Linked DNA regions of Acanthopagrus latus: region 2 is linked to region 1. A link is a contact called in public Hi-C data. All regions are on one chromosome and are shown on one strand. The core of a region is the stretch at or near the end of the contact, and the rest is flanking DNA. Distances in the headings are between cores, read along the strand shown.

What was found. Hi-C and Micro-C count contacts between places; a contact is called where the count stands out from the background.
Region 2: a contact with region 1 is called in a Hi-C map of muscle, with 2.4 times the contacts expected there. The contact joins the promoter of ass1 here to the promoter of bspry in region 1. A contact is called at or near these places in 2 of 4 Hi-C or Micro-C datasets (liver and muscle).

The regions. Positions count from the first base shown.
Region 1 is chr12:15,534,282-15,538,089 of fAcaLat1.1, reverse strand. bspry (B box and SPRY domain-containing protein) reads right to left here and starts at 2,083. Exons shown (of 7, transcript XM_037117232.1): 1 at 2,057-2,083; 2 at 1,463-1,963; 3 at 478-576. The coding sequence starts at 2,068.
Region 2 is chr12:15,664,795-15,668,602 of fAcaLat1.1, reverse strand. ass1 (argininosuccinate synthase) reads left to right here and starts at 2,067. Exons shown (of 17, transcript XR_005078105.1): 1 at 2,067-2,214.

The DNA of each region.
Region 1 (3,808 bases), core at 834-3,333:
TCTCCTCCTGACGTGACAAAAACAATAACTGATTCATCGATGAAGGTTTTTTCATCAGGCATAAACATGTTCCAGCCTCACAACTGTGCAGGTTTCATATCATTGTACACAGAACCATATGCATTTGCAACAGTTAGACTAGAAAAGCAGTTTGAAGACGTCTCTGGGTTCGGGGTCTGGTAAATTACGATTGCATCTTTGACTATTCGCTGAATGTAACTCAAGAAACAGTGGAAGTGAACATAATGCTGAGTCACAGCACTGATGCAAACCAAAGAGACCAGTTTCCACATACACAAACTCAACACGTGTCTGCAATTCACATGTGACTTTTTCCTAAAGTCGGGCTTCTGATGTTAAAGCTCTGCACTGCGGGCTCCAGTGGGCTGTGTGTGTGTCAGCGCTGAGGTCGGCACAGCCTCTGTGTGATCACTGCTGTGTGTGGATGAGTTGGTGGGGATCAGCGGTGTTCCTCACCTGAAGCTTTTGTTCTTTGGCTGTCAGCGTCTGGTCGATAAACTTCTCAATCCTCAGTGCCTGCAGCTGTATTTTCTCACACACATCCACGAGTTGGTTCTAGTGAGAAAACACACACACACACACACACGCTGTGGTTTTAGAAAATAGCACATGAGTATCATCAGCTGGAGACGCAACAAGAAAATCCTGTCTCTTCAAATACCACACAAATGAGCAGCGAGAAAAAAAACAAAAAACGACACATGGCACACCCAGGGACGAATTATGAAGTGCACTCATCGCTCTGTCAAACTCAGAAACACTTTCCACACATTATCAGCTTCCATTATCTACAAAGTTGCTGATAAACGGGAAAAATACATATTTTCTTTTTGTCATAGAGGCTCAAAGGCAAAGTAAGAGGGAAATATTTTTCATGTAAATTAGGTCAAATAAGTGAAAACATACATCTTAAAGGTGCAGTGAAGAAATTTTAATCAGAGGGGAAATGTACTCATTGCCTAAATAAACTAAATAAACAAACTCTCTTGTTTTTTTTTGTTTGTTTTTTTACAACTGAATAAACAAACTAACCTTAAAGGACAGCACAGTTTAATACTGCTTTACTTTGTTTATATTTGGCGGACCCTGCCACCTTTCTAGCCTCAAAAGTTACTTTCCTCTGAGAACAGCTTGTTTATTCATCATATTTTGCCTGAGTTTGTTTTATTGCCTCATTAATATTGTAAATATTACCAATCTGAGTTTGGATTTCTTCTCTTAAACTGCACAGAGCACACATTAGGAAGTAAGATGGCAACCCCATTCACACGAAGTGAAAGTAACCTCCTGCAGGTGTCCACATAATGAAATATGTAACTTCAAGACTTTATTTTTAAAGTTTAAAAAAAAACAAAAAACAAAACACCAGCATAATGCCATAGTCCAGTCAACACAGTATAAACAGGAGAAACACGGACACAGCAGGTGTATGAACACTCACCCTGACTGCGGTTACTCTGGCGGCCAGAGGGGTCACGGTGTGTCCGTGGCAGGAGCCCACGATGGCGCAGTGGGAGCAGATGAGTTTCTGCTCGGTCCCACAGAACCAGTCCAGCTCTGAGTCATGCTCCACGCACAGCTCGCCCTCCGCGGAGAAGATCCCGGACTCGGCGTCGGTGGTGTTGGTGTTGTTGGTGGTGGTCGCGCCGCCGGGGGAGGTCGACGCGTCGGTGTCCGCCTCCTCCCCCTGTCCCTTCAACACGGAGAAAATGGGCTGCTCACCGTCCATCCCCGAGGGTTTTGTTAAAGAGGTGCCCTCGGTGGCATAAGGCGAGGACGGGCATGTTAGATCGCACGTTGTGAGCTCCTCCGTCATGGCACAGTAAAAACGCAGCAGGTGCACCGGCCGAGCAGGAGACGCACCTACAGCACAGCGCAGTAATACAGGTGTAACAGGTGAGCGGAACACGGAAGTGAGGCGGACACCAGAGGTCAGCCCTGACTGGAAAGGGAAAAAAAAAAAAAAAAAAAAAGTTTTCTGCTCTGCTGGTTTTCACTTGTGTGGTTTGGGCGTCAGCTGTTAACGGCCTCTTACGTTTTCGAGCATGTGTCAGTCACAAGCAGGTAGAGCCTCTACTCTGGTGCGTTCAGGGCCTCACGACAGCCTGAGATATCAAGTTATTTAATGACGTTACAAGTTGTTTTCCTTCGTCTTTTTGGCCAGTTTCCAGCTGTGACCTAAGGTAGACACTAGTACCTGAAGTTCCTGGTAATACATGTAAGTATCCAAAGTAAATGTATTCATATTTACATCTGTAATGTATGTCTTGGGGCACCTTTTTTGCAAGGACCCCTCAAGCAAAACATTCTTATACCTACACGACCGAATAGGTCCCTCGACGGCAATTCCCACAGATGACATACGACACTGCCGTTGCTGCTTACAGGATCTTAATCTTGCAGTTACTGTTTGGATCTATTCAGGCAACACAAAGAGTTGGTTAGGTTTAGGAAAATATCATGGTTTCGGTAAAAATCACTACGTAACTTTAGTTAAGTACCGTTATGTTACATATGTGACATTACTATGATAACAAGTACTGCTGCCCTCTTGTTTCACATTGGATATGAACAGCCGTCTACTAGATGAAAGTCCTGTGCTTGTTTAACCCAACTGACCATCTTTTAAGTCTTCAAACTCACCTTTCTCACCACCCACATGTATTTGTGGTTGATATATTTATCGATATATCGATCGGGCACTAATTTGCTCGTGAAGGTTGTGAAAACATTCAATGAGCACATAAATGTAGTGAACTGCTAAACTCTAAACTTCCAAACAAGGTGGTCTGGCTTTAATTTCACAGTCACACGCAACATTACAACAACAACTTTGTACAGGTTTTTTAATATAAGACCCAGTCAACTTGAATTTGTGAGTGGAAAACAGTCCTATCATTTGATTTATTACCATTTCAGAACAAATTATTTTCATCTCTAACTCCTCAACTGCAAATGTAAAGAGACTGACAAACTTTTACTGTGAAATAAGTCTTGATGATATGATTTAAATCGTTCGTAAACGGTAATAAGTGTGAGAATCTGATGATGGCTGTTTATCATGATATGCTACCTGTATGCAAAACAACACGATAATGAAATTGATGTGATTAATTGTGCTTCTTTGTTATAGATCACATCCGACAAAACACTACCATTCCTTCTTGAGTTAGTTTACGATCACACTTTAGACAACAGAACTTTGTAAAATGAATAACTAATTATTATCATTATTATTATTATTATTATTATTATTATTATTATTATTATTATTATTATTATTATTATTATTGTAGTCAAGGTATTTTCACTTGGATTTCATGTATGTTTCCTAGATACTGTTGTGACAAAACTGTGGAAGAGTGTAATTACATTTTCCAGGGTGGAATAGGTAAATAGTTTCGTCACATGAGGGATCAGCGATACAGCCACACCTCAGACACAGCTCTGTTTAGCAATTTAGAAACGCCCATTGTCTGGATGAGGAGACTGTATATACATCATGAAAGATGGTCTAACCCTGTTACATAACCTGAGAAATTGGAAAGAATTAATTGATGTTAAGTTTTGCTGGTGACTTGATATTATCATGTTACTGGAAGACAACTTCATTTTTTCCCTTTAATGTGCCCATGTGACATTGTTGTAATTGTTAATTAAGTACCTTTTACCCTATGTGCTCAGCTTTTACCTGCAGATGCCAATATTAAAAGCATCCTGATGGGTAAAATCAGTACAAGAGGTTTTAAAACAAAGGAAAAGTAAAAGGCTCTGTATCCTCTTTACA
Region 2 (3,808 bases), core at 818-3,317, 130 kb before region 1:
GAACACAACTGTAGATACATATGTGTACATGTATGTGAAATGTCAAAAATATGTGTACATACTCATTATAAACATAATGTTTAATACTGATCTGCAAATCATAACAAGGGGATTGATGTGGTCATTTTTACAGCCTATATGAATATATATCATTGTAACATGGTACCAACTTATGACTATTATATGGTATATATCTATAATTTACAGAAATCTGTGTTGTCAGATTCTGAAACTAGAGATTTAACGATGAAAAAGATCAACAGATTGATCGGATATTGGCAGATGATGTGTTAGTGATGGACATGTATATTATACACTACTAGCCACAAGTCTCTGCTAAGACTGGTATCAAAATGTATTACCTTGTTGTAATCCATTACCTCACCAGATGAAGCAACAAGTGCTCTGGAAACAAGTTCAGTTTAGCAACGTTGTAAAATTTCATGAAGCACCAAGGGATATATACAGGCTTCAGAAGGGAACAAAAGCTTACATAGAGCTCGATAAGAAAGAAGGACACAAAGACTAGGATGTGGTTATACCGTGTCAATGTTGGTTACAAAACAAATAGGTTGAGTGGGAAATGGAGACAGCTTGCATCAACAATGAGTCAAGGTCAGATGAGAAGGCTATATTCAAGCTGTGATGAGAATGAAATGTAACAGAGAGAGAAACATACGTCACAACAAGCGCTAATGCAGTGACCATGTGAATTAAATCCAAAAAGGGTAACAGGGTCTGGCAGGATTTGCCCTTAATGTAATTGTTAAAACAATGTTGTCAGGGGATTTGCATTTCTAAAGAAACAGGGAAAAAGATGTGAAGTGAAGCAATGCAGTTTAGCTTTCAGACTTTCCTCAGTGCAGTTTAGCTGGCAGACATTATTCAAGCAATGCAGTTTAGCACCCAGTCATTAGTGAAGCAATGCAGGTCATCCGCTTACACTATGATTAACATACTTTACCTTTTGACTTGTTAAAATCTTCCATGACAAACTCCAGTCAAAATGCTCCACCACTAAAAAGAATTGTGAGTTTTACTCAACTTCTAAATCCCATTTGATGGCTTTTTTTACACTTACAATGCTTCATACTCCCTCAAACAAATGTGCCACCTACATACTTGAGCACCTGTCCTTTTGCCCTTTTGGTTGGGCTATTTTAGCATGTTATTATAAAAATGTTTTTTTTTTTCCATCTGAGCTTTTCCCACCGAAAGGTACACACCGTTGTACCTTTCATTACTGTAGTAGTAACATATACTAAGTAGTTGAAAATAGCTCCATTTAAATCTGATAATGAAATATATAGTGAGAGATGGTGAAAAAGTACTCAGATCTTTTAATTCATTGAACAAGGTTACATTTTTTTAAATTAAAAAAAAAAAAATACTCTGTTTGGATGTTCTGCATTCAAAATACTTACTTTTATTAAAATACATCAATATTAGCTTTAAAAGTACCAAAAGTAAAAAATCTGTTACTTTAAATCTATCTAGTTTTGATGACCGTTCTGCTGGCTGTTTGATGATTAGTTTAGTAGTTGAATTAACTGAGCTAATTTTTCCATTATTCAGTTAAGGGGATCTAGAAGAATGAGTGCTTTTACTTCTGATTCTATGAATTTATTCTGCTGATGATAAATTGAATGCATACCTGGGTAAAAGAAAAGTACGAAAAAATTACTTTAGTAAGAATGAATCTCACCTCTACGAATATTACTTGAGTGAAAGTTTCAAAGTATATGATGTTAAATGTAGGCCACCCATTTTCTGGAAAATTACAATGGCTGATTGTTTTCATTACTGGTTACATTGTGTGTAGCAGTAAAGGTGACCCTTTCAAGCAGAATGAGTACTTTTACTTTTGATTCCAAGTAAGTAATTTTAATACTTGTGTAATTTCAACATATGAATGCAGGAATGAATGAATACCTCTTCCACCACTGCTTACAGGCTTGAGACACTAAAACAGTGAATGAACTGAAACAGTAGAGACTAAAATATCCTGAACTCTAAAACAATGTTGTAATTGTAATTTCCCTAATGCAACTCAGGAGCATCTTTCATCATGAGTGATACACGATGTGAGCGCAGTGGATGACGCAATGAGAGGTTGGACCAATCACATATAAGCAGCGGTTGGTCTCAGAGCCCCTTCACTGCTCACACGGCGACAGCGTCTCTCCACAAATCGGCGGTTTGTTTATCGCTCACGTAAGTACTACCACAGCTCTACGATTTGAAGTGTCACTTAAAGGTTTTGTCTGTCTCTCGGTCACGACATTGCCTTTCGCCGCTTTCATCTTCAGGTAGAACCGGTTCGTCGCTTCAACTGACAAAATGCGTTGTTGTTGGTTTTTTTTTCCTCTCTCCGAAGAAAAAAAGCTAGCTAACAGAGAAAAGACAACAGTGTGTGTCTGTTAAGCTAATTCGTGTATACCCTGTTGCTGCCACAGTCAGACAGTTTGTTAAAACACGGGAGAAACAGATGCAGAGATTTAACTCATCATAATGAGAGGCGTCGCCGTTAATGTCCATTTAAAATGTACCCCCTCCCCAAATCCTGTTTTCACCCACGTGGATGGACGTGAAAGAAAAAAAAATTACACATTGCGAACATGTTTTTAAAGATGACGCATATAACTTCAACACCTCCTGCGTGTCAAAACCACAGAAACGATAATGGAAAGGTAGCTACATTCAAGGAAGCGGGAAACCACCTGTAAAGATTGCATCATGATCCTCTGCACATGTGGCTGAAACTTTAAAAAAAGGATGGTTAGGATGTTTTTTTATGACAAAATGGTGCTGTCAAAGCGATGGTGCAATGGTTGGGAACTTATTAATATTGGTTAATCTGTAACATTTAAAGGAGTACTCTGTAGTTGTGGGGCAGAAAGAAAGTCTTTTTTTTTTTTGAATGGCTTCTTAAAAACTGAATAAGCAAACTTCTTTATGAGACTAAAGAACAGTACAATTTCATACTGTTTAACTTTGTTTATATGTGGTGGACCCTGCCACATTGCTAGCTTCAGACAGTGTCCTGGGGGCCTTATTCTCCTCTGAGATCAGCTTGTTTTTTCATTTATGGAAAAGTGAAGGAAAAGCTGCATTAACAGTTAACTAGCTAGCGTGATCCATGGTTCGGCTGCTACTCATTGATTTGTTGCTGCTCTGCAAAACCATGGTGAAACAGCAGACATTCATGGTTACCCAGACTCTCTCTCCACCTCACTACATTTGTGTGAGCAATGCTATTCATTTGACAAAAAGCAGACAAAACAAACAGATAAATAAGATGAATTTGACTAAGAGCAATCAATGATAATCAATAATGTGTAAATAATAACTAATGAAGTATTAACATATCAAGTAGAGCAGTCTGGTGATTTTAAAAAAAGGGTCTTTGATGTAATGCAGCAGTTGACAACAGTTGTGCCACATCACAATATAATGATATCCAAACTCTAACACCACATATTGTCTCGTATCACAATAATGATAACATTTTTGATGTACTGCCCAGCTTTACTGTTAAGCACGTTAAACAATCTTACCTCAGTCCCAGGACCAGGGCTCCAGCTAATTAGTATTTGCTTCATTGATTAAAGTGCCTCCCAGTCATCTAAACCCCTTAGTTTCTAAAATGTCAGAAAATAGTGAAAATTACCAAATTCCCAGAGCCTAAGGTGAAATCACCAAATTTTTAATTACGTGCTGCCCAAGGTTCCGTCTTGGAACTGTGCGACTTTGACGATAAACGAAGCCGTTATTTGATAACCGAGGACACATAGGACCAAGAGACATA